2 separate regions of the Mus musculus genome follow, and region 2 is linked to region 1. A link is a contact called in public ChIA-PET data. All regions are on one chromosome and are shown on one strand. Each heading gives the region's core, a stretch centred on a gene start, on an enhancer-like site or on the middle of the called end of the contact. The rest is flanking DNA. Distances are from core to core; before and after follow the strand shown. Region 1 holds the start of Art2b (ADP-ribosyltransferase 2b). Region 2 holds the start of Clpb (ClpB caseinolytic peptidase B).

Evidence for each region. ChIA-PET counts read pairs in DNA pulled down with a chosen protein or histone mark.
Region 2: a contact with region 1 is called in an RNA polymerase II ChIA-PET map of effector CD8 T cells, with 11 read pairs. The contact joins the promoter of Clpb here to the promoter of Art2b in region 1.

The regions. Positions count from the first base shown.
Region 1 is chr7:101,579,238-101,583,733 of GRCm38.p6, forward strand. Art2b (ADP-ribosyltransferase 2b) reads right to left here and starts at 1,924. Exons shown (of 3, transcript NM_019915.3): 1 at 1,874-1,924; 2 at 667-1,402. The coding sequence starts at 1,924. Gm45995 (a long non-coding RNA gene) reads left to right here and starts at 1,684. Exons shown (of 2, transcript XR_001778239.2): 1 at 1,684-2,420; 2 at 3,340-3,592.
Region 2 is chr7:101,662,467-101,666,513 of GRCm38.p6, forward strand. It overlaps Clpb (ClpB caseinolytic peptidase B), which reads left to right and starts at 1,285. Exons shown (of 16, transcript NM_009191.4): 1 at 1,285-1,747. The coding sequence starts at 1,345.

The sequences.
Region 1 (4,496 bases), core at 674-3,173:
AAGAAGAAGAAGAAGAAGAAGAAGAAGAAGAAGAAGATGATGATGATGATGATGATGACGATAATGATAGGAAGCCTTCCCTACCCAGAGTCTTCCCTAGCCTTCTATGGAATATGCAGGCTTTCCCTTCTTCACCCAAGAAGTGTGAAACTTCTGAAGGTCTATTATTGAAGCACCATGTATTCTATACTAGTTGGTGTGAACTAGACCTTACTTGTGGCTCTCAGTCTGCCTGTCCTGGACATGGACCTTTTGGCCCACATGGACAGAATCCTTCTTGATGTACTCTGTACCTGGGTAGGTCTCATGATTTCCCTGGGATTAATCCAAATTCAAAATTTCTCTATGCAAACACATAAAATCCCTGTGATCTCTTCCCATAGTTCCACTTCTGCCTCCAAAGACTTCTCATGTTATCAGAAACCCTTCAGGGTGTCAGGGCTACTCTGACTGGTAATAGTTTTTTTCCTGATATGGCTCACTGTTTCAATCATTTCTGATGTACCATTACTGCAGCACATGTCCTTGTCTTTACCAATGCTACCATTCACTGTTCCAGACCCTCACCATGTGCACTGTCTATCATATTGCTTCAAGTAGGGAGCACCTCCTCTTCCATTTCATGAGGTCCCCTGCCAGCTCCATCTCTAACACAGACAGACTCACCTGATATACTGAAATCAATGTTGACTGTTTGAGCAGAACCATTATAGAAGCAATTGAAGTTGCTCTTCTTCCTTTCTGGGGAGTCCAGAAATATTTCATTATACCCATTATCATTTTGTGCTGTGACTTTGTGATATACTTCATAGCCTGGAATTAACACCTCCTCTTCACGAGGGAATGAGGAGAATTCTTTGATATTAACCCCCAAGCAGGTTCTGATGATAAATAGTGTCCCATGATTACTGAAAAAATTTGAAGAAAGAGCTACTCTCTTTGTTAAAGATGAAGAACTGAACTGCCCAAATCGCACAGAGCCCTTCCCAGTGTATTCAAACATGACTTTAGTACCTCGGTAAACTAAACTACAACCCTGGTCATTCAAAAGCTGAACAGCTCTTGTTAAGTAGTAATGGAAGGCCTTGTAGTGGAAGTTATCCGGACTTTTCTTGAAGTCTCTAACAGCTCTGTTAAAATCTATAGCGAGGTTCCCAGTGTAGGCAACTAAAGCTGTCCCATGGAAATCATGGAAACCTGCCGGATAACTCGTACTGTTTTTGATCTCTTTCCAATTTATCTCTGCTTTTTCCCACTCAAGTTTTAATTCCTCATTCATGTTGAAGTCTTCTTGTAACAGCTGGGGTGCCTTTTTCTCCATGTCTTCGACACAGCTCTCATACTGATCATCAAATGCATTAGGAGCCATGTCTAGCATGAAAGGCACTGCAAGGCCAGTCACCTGAAAGAAAAAAGCAGGGCCCTCTGTTACCACTAAGTTTGCTAAGTTCCCAGCATGTGCTGGATGCTGTGGAGCCTGCAGCATGAGATGTCACATACACCCACCTCACACATGGCTCAGGCATGGACACAATCTCATTCCATCCTCAGAAGGGAGAAAGGCAAGGCTGAGATCTCTGACTCCTGTGTGTTTGCAGATACTATACTTCCTTGTTTACTCAATTAGTTCTTTAGTGAGCACACAAAACAAGAGGCCTCATCATGACCTTTGCATATTCATATATCATTGCAGATTGCTCATATTCACCCCCCCCACACACACACAGCTCTGTGATATTATCTCTATATTACCTCTTCAAAGGTTCATGCTCTCCAACATCCGCTACCACAGACTCAACTGTGGGAACTGTCATATTGCAAAGAGGTGGGCAGGGGAAAGAGAGGTCAACAGGATGTGGGTTGAGAATATTACCTGCTGGGTTAGCCACCAAGTTAGGAAGAACTTGAAAATTTTTGATGTCATCGTCAAGTTAAAAAACAGCTGCAAGCAAATATAAGACAATGAAAGAGGTGTGCACACAGTCGATTAACATTCTGTTGATGGAGCAGCTCTGGGGTAATGACTCAGTGTCTATGTCGCATCCAGGCTCCTGCTCACACTACTCCCAGAATGGCATATCAGGACTCTGTGAACCAATCTGCTTGGGTCCCTTACCAGTGATGTGGTCATCAATATCTTCTCTATCTATCTAGTAAGGAGCTATGATTAATTAATCTTGTTAGTACTCAGAGATGCACAGATGTCCTGAGGAAAACGGACAAGACATATGTTTGCAGATCGCTGATAGGCTGTGGTGTTTTTCTTTGCCCAGATATGTAAACTGTTGTCTGTGTTGGATTACCTTGGGGCTCTCAGTCAACTTGATACCTCTGAATGAAGTCTCTTAATTGTATCAGTACTCACTATGTTCTATATTGGCTATGGCTGTCCTCCAATGAGCCAGTGTGCCCATATGAAGGTAATGAAACCTTTAAGAGGTGAGGTCTATTGGGAAGGGACCAGGTCCTGGAGGGCATCACCATCAGAAGAGATCGATTGAGTCTTGTGGGATCCTACTCAGTTTTTGCAAGAGCAAGTCCAGCCTCTGCCTGTCTGGTTTCCTCTCTTGCATGTACTCCCTTCTGCACATGGCAGTGGCTTCTCTGCCACATTGTGACTCTGCCAGGAAAACCCTAACCAGCCAGCACTGCCATGGTAGTTAGACTGTGAACTAAGTGGACACATTGATTGTAAACTTTACAGCATTAAGAATTTTGTGAAAATAATAGAAAACACAAACTGAGGAGATAGCTCAGTGTGTACCATATTTGCCTTGCAAACATAGACCCGAGTTTGATTCCCAGAGCCCTAAGGAGAAAATCAGGGTACGGAGAATGCACTTGTAATTCCAGCACTGGGAGTTGGAAAGAAATGGATTTGTGTGATCCCCCGAACTTCACTAGACAGAACAGCCTACTCGATGTGTCTCAGGCCCGTGGGAAACCCTGTCTTTACAAAACTGGTGGACAGTGCCTGAGTGAATAGAGCAGAGGTTGTCCTCTGCTTCCACATGCATGTCCCCACACATGCAAGCACATGCAAGCACATCCATGTCCCCACACATGCAAGCACACGCATGAGTAGGTGTCATGTACACACATAAAGAAAAGGAGAAAGAAAGGTAATAGACCAACACGGCCTGCCTTCTTTAGAGTTATGGATGTTTATTGTTTTCACTGCTTCTTGAGGGTGGAGATTTAAAGTGTCCCCTGAGTTGCAGGAGTAAGGAAGAGTGGTCACTCACTGTGACCCTTTATTCCTTCCTATCTTCTGTCTTTTGGGAAACCACAAAAACTCCACTCCATAATTACCTAAGCCTGTTGTGTTACTTTCCACAGAATTTCTACTGAATCTGACAAGACAATCTGTGAGAGTTCCCCACATCCTGAGAATGGCAGAGAGGAGCTGCACCATGTGGCTAACAAGTTGTTCTTGGGGAGGCTGCACTCCTGGCTCCTCCTCAGCTTGCCTTCTCCTGCCTGAGTTTTTAGGGACCACCGCAGAGCCAACAGACTGAGGAGTTCTGCACTGCAGTGAAGGTTCCCACTTCTCTACACCCTGAACTTTAAGCAATTATTAAATACTGTAAAAGAACTATAGTCAGCTAAGTAAGAGCTGAGCACAGTGTCGCCTTTGTTTGCACACAGTTACTACTCTCAAGGACATCAGATAGTTTTACTTCAACTTCCTGTCAGGATAGATTGCACATCCTAGAGTAGTGGCACCCAGCACATATATAAATGTAAAAGCTTTCATTTATAATATTTAAATTATAAGCTGAGGATGCATCTCACTTGGTAAAGGGGCAACCTGGTACCCAGGAGTTCCTGAAATGAATCTCACCACAGCCTAATTACTAGCGGTGGTGGCACAAGCTGTAATTCCAGCTCCTCAGAGGGAAGACAGGACCATCAGACTTTCAGGTCACCCTTGACTATAAGTATCAGGACATCATGAGGCCCTTGTCTCAAAACATGAAAAGCATGTCATCTTGGATGGTACACACCTTTACCTCAGCATTCAGGAGGAAGAGGCAGATGGATCTCTATTAGTTCCAGGCTGGCCTGATCTACAGAGCAAGCTCTGGGACAAACAGGACTACTCTACATAGTGAAACTCTCTCTTAAAACAAACAAACACACATACACACACACACACACACACACACACACAAATATTTAATACAATACAAATTGATATCTGACATACAATCCTAAATAACTATTAATTTAATTATTTCATCATTTCCTACCTATATTTCTCCCAATATTCTTATTTGACATGTAATTTTTTAACTATGGCATTAAGATAATGAACATTTGTGTTGATCCAACATCTCTTTATATAGAGACAACTATTTTCATTAATTTCAATATCCTCCTATCAATTTCTTCAGCAAAGTTGTGAAACCTCACGTGTTCTTCTTTAAGGAGTCTGAAGACTCATGCTATCCTCTCTAAATTCTTAAAGTCCTTCTGTGTAAACCAGGCATGGC
Region 2 (4,047 bases), core at 35-2,534, 83 kb after region 1:
TACAGGTAAACGCAGGCATGAGACTTGAGTGGGACAGATGCAAACCAAGGCTTAAGACCTATTCTCAGCCAACAGGCTAATGGAAAGCCCCAAAACCTGCTTTAACAATTCAAACAAGCCAGCTAGGCACCACTGGATACCAACCAGCAAAGTACCTGGGCCTGTCAGAAGCCCTGGCAGCCCAGACAAACTGTTCCCTCGATCTAGCTCAAGAGGCTCTAATGCAAGAGCAGGAAGCATTCCGCCTACAAGGCTTTCTCTGTATCCTCTAGATCAGGAGCAACTCTATGGAAGGTACAGCTTTGAGCCAGGGTAAAACAACACCCCAGACAATCCCAAACCCAGTTTTGTAATTCTGTGAGACACAAGGGGCCAGACACAGATATATGAGTAGCTAATTGTCAGCTAACTACAGAAGGAATCAACTGAAACACAATTCATAGATTCACTATTATGTAACAAACAAGATGGCTCAACTATAAAAGACACTTGCTGCCAAACCTAAGGATCTCACACACACACACTCACACACACACACACACACACACACACATCTTTAAACACACACACACACACACACACACACAGTCTTAAAGTCTTTTGAGACAGAGTCTCTCTGGCTCATAACCCTGACTATCTTGAAACTCACTATGCAAACTAGACTTTCTCAAATTCAGAGAGATCTGCTTGCCTTTGCCTGGAATGCTGGGATTAAGGACACACACCACCTTTCCCAACACTCAACATCTTTTTGAAAAGCAATAGCAACTCAGAATAAAAGTGGGGAGGGGTACAAGTTACTTAACAGGTCTTCATCGAAAATGCAATTTTATTTAAACACTAGGGAAGTTGTTCTAGGATTCCTGTATTTTGATTTTCGATATTTTGATTTGATATTTGATATCTTACACAGTTGGGGCTGACCTAGACCAAGAATGTGATTTTGACCCAGACCTTGAATTCCCGTTCTTTCAGGTTCCCACCTTCCAAAGGCAGGGCTTAAAGTTCTGTGTTAATACAAATACGGGGCTCTGGAATCTTGAATCCTAATTGCCACGCCCCACCAGAGTTTTCCTTTTTGCCACGCCCCTCTGCCCGAACTGCATTTCCCAACATTCTTCCAGCTCCGCTGTCAGCGGTCATTGTGATGTCATTCCACAGCCCTCGGGGAAATGTAGTTTGTTTAGTCTCCAGCTAGAGAAAGATCTGGGGCTGTGGACTACCACTCCCGTGAGGTAGTGCGCAGTCCCACCTTATAAGCGGCGTCTTCGAACGCGCCGCGGCAGCCATGTTGATCGTGGCTAGCACAGGGGCCGGCACCAGCGGGTTTTAGAAGCAGGTGTCATGATGTTGTCCGCGGTGTTGAGGAGAACCACGCCAGCGCCTCGGCTCTTCCTAGGGTTAATCAAATCTCCATCTCTCCAAAGCCGGGGAGGTGCTTACGGCCGTGGCGTTGTCACCGGAGACCGCGGGGAGCCGCAGCGGTTGAGAGCTGCCGCTTGGGTGCGCCCTGGAGCATCTTCTACCTTCGTCCCCGGACGGGGGGCAGCCACCTGGGGGCGCCGTGGAGAACGCACCGAGATCCCATACCTGACTGCCGCCTCGTCGGAACGCGGTCCTAGCCCCGAAGAAACACTCCCGGGACAAGACAGCTGGAATGGGGTCCCCAACAAGACGGGTCTGGGCATGTGGGCCTTGGCCATGGCGCTGGTGGTTCAGTGCTACAGCAAGAATCCATCCAACAAGGGTGATTATGGGGTCAAACTGGGTTCAAGGGAGAGGTGGGTGGGTGGGTCATGACTCCTTTGGAAGGTTGAAGGTATTTGTAAATTTAAACCCGCATAACCTTACCTTGAAGAAACCCAGTTACCTTCTGCTGCCAGGAGCAGCAGATGGAAAACTCACTGAAGTTACATCATTTCCCATCGTAGGTCTAGCACCCTCTTTGGGATCAGTTTGTATACAAGTATAATTGGGGACATTGGACTGACTAATTACAGCCCGGTCCTTTTATGTACCAATATTATATCTTGTCCATTAGTCTTTCAAGAGGTCTCCAGGAAGCCTCAACAGCTTTAGGGACCGCCTCTACATGTTTTTCTGCGTACATAGGTCCAAGGAAGGAGGACACTTGGTTCTGGTGCTAGCCTGACCCCATGTTCCTCTCTAATCTTAGTTTCCCCACTGTCTAATGAAGGCAAGCTCTCAGTGCTCTAATATTTTGACCTTTCCTGGAGTTCAGAGTCTGTTTAGTTGCTTAGAGTTTTGCTTAGTGTCATGTTTAAGATGAGCTGGATACTGTGGAGGGTGTGTGTGTGAAGCCTTGGGGGACAGGGAGTTGGCTGAAAGTTGCTCTCTGGAGACTTACAGCAGTGGGGGAGGGAGGGAGGAGGTGGAGGTAGCTAACTCAGATTGGCTTCTTACCTCAGTTGCTTAGAGTTGAGCAGGAGCTGCAAGGGTGGCCTGGCTGAGCCCAACCTCTCAGGTTTTCAGTTGTCAGTGCCTGCCTGTCCCATGCACCCCAGACTCTGAGATTGTTGAACAAGATTGGAGACCGCCTTGACCTTCCCTTGTTTGTTTAATAAGATGGGGCCGCTTGGAAAGAAAGGACTTCTGGATGAGGAACAAGGACACGGAGGATCTTGTACTGTCTTTGTAAATCTGGACTCTTAATCCTTCTTTGCTGCCCTGCGTTTCCTTTCTATTGAAGAGGGCGTTGAAGTAGGTAGGGCCTTTCTAGTTTAAGCATGCGGGAATTGTATGGTTTCCGCTTGTGCAAACATGAAGGTGGCACTGTGCTTAGCTTGGACCTAGGTGTTCAGAAAATCCCAACTTAAAACCTAGCCAGCTAAGGGGAGAGGGTGCAGCAGCCGGTCATGCAGGGCTAGTGAGTATTACAGAGGATCAGAGAGCTACTGGGGTCAGGATAGCCTTCCTGGAGGACTGGAAGTCCTTGCAAGATGTGGGGCTTGAGCTTGGTTTCTGAAGGATAGCATAGGAAACATAAAGAGGGTGGGGGCCTGTGTAACCCACGAGGGCAGGACCTCCATCTTACCTCTGTTAGTATTTCCTTAATACCAAGCATCTGTCTACCAGCGTGTGACCCAGAGAAGGGAGACATTCACATGTGGTCCTTGGATTGGATTGGATTCCATTCCCAGACTTCAGCTAGCCTCATGTGGACAGGCTAGCAGTTTGGCCAGTGAGGGTTGGAAGACAAGGTCTTTGGAATAAGGTGAGAGAAGATGAAATGGCCCTGCATGCCAGGCAGGGGCGTTTGGAATTGTGTAAGCAGTGAAGAGCCATGGTCATAGGGACAGACTGTCTAGCAGCCAGTGTGTTTGGAAGAAGAGGATAAATGTGTCTGAAGTCTGGCCTGAGAGGTTACTGGGAGCCCTAGACTGGACTTCATGGCATGTCAATTTCAGTGATGTCCATCTAATAGAAGAGATGATGACATAAAGCTCTGGCTGGTTCCAGTCTTGCCAACTTGCCTAGACAAGTGTTGAGCAGAGTCCCTCAGTGCAATGTTCTGAGGAATGGGTCTCTTTAGAAGCCAAAGGGAATTCTGGTAATGGAAAACCATGGAAAGTTTGCGAGCCCAGGGTGCCTCACTCATTCCTCCCTCCTCTGAGAAGGAAGGGGAGTGAAGAGATAAGAGGTATCTATAAGGAATGATTCTCTTTTTTTTTCAGCTGGAGCTTATCTGGGTCCAATTAAATATATGAATGAGAACAATCCATAAGAGCTGGGTATGACCCTTAATCCCAGGAGGCCGAGGCAGGTGGGTCTCTTGAGTTCCAGGACAGCCAGGGATATAAAATGAGATCTTATCCAAGAAAACTAAAACAAGTACACACAACAAACAACCACCATTAATAATAATAATAATAATAATAATAATAATAATAATAAAACAAAAAACAGACAGTCCATAAGCTAAGTAGGACGGGCCTGGCTCCTAGTCCGAGGCTAATAGGTGAGTGGAGGCACTGTGGTCTGAACAGACTTGATTTATACACAGGATGAGGCTGGTGTCTTACCTGT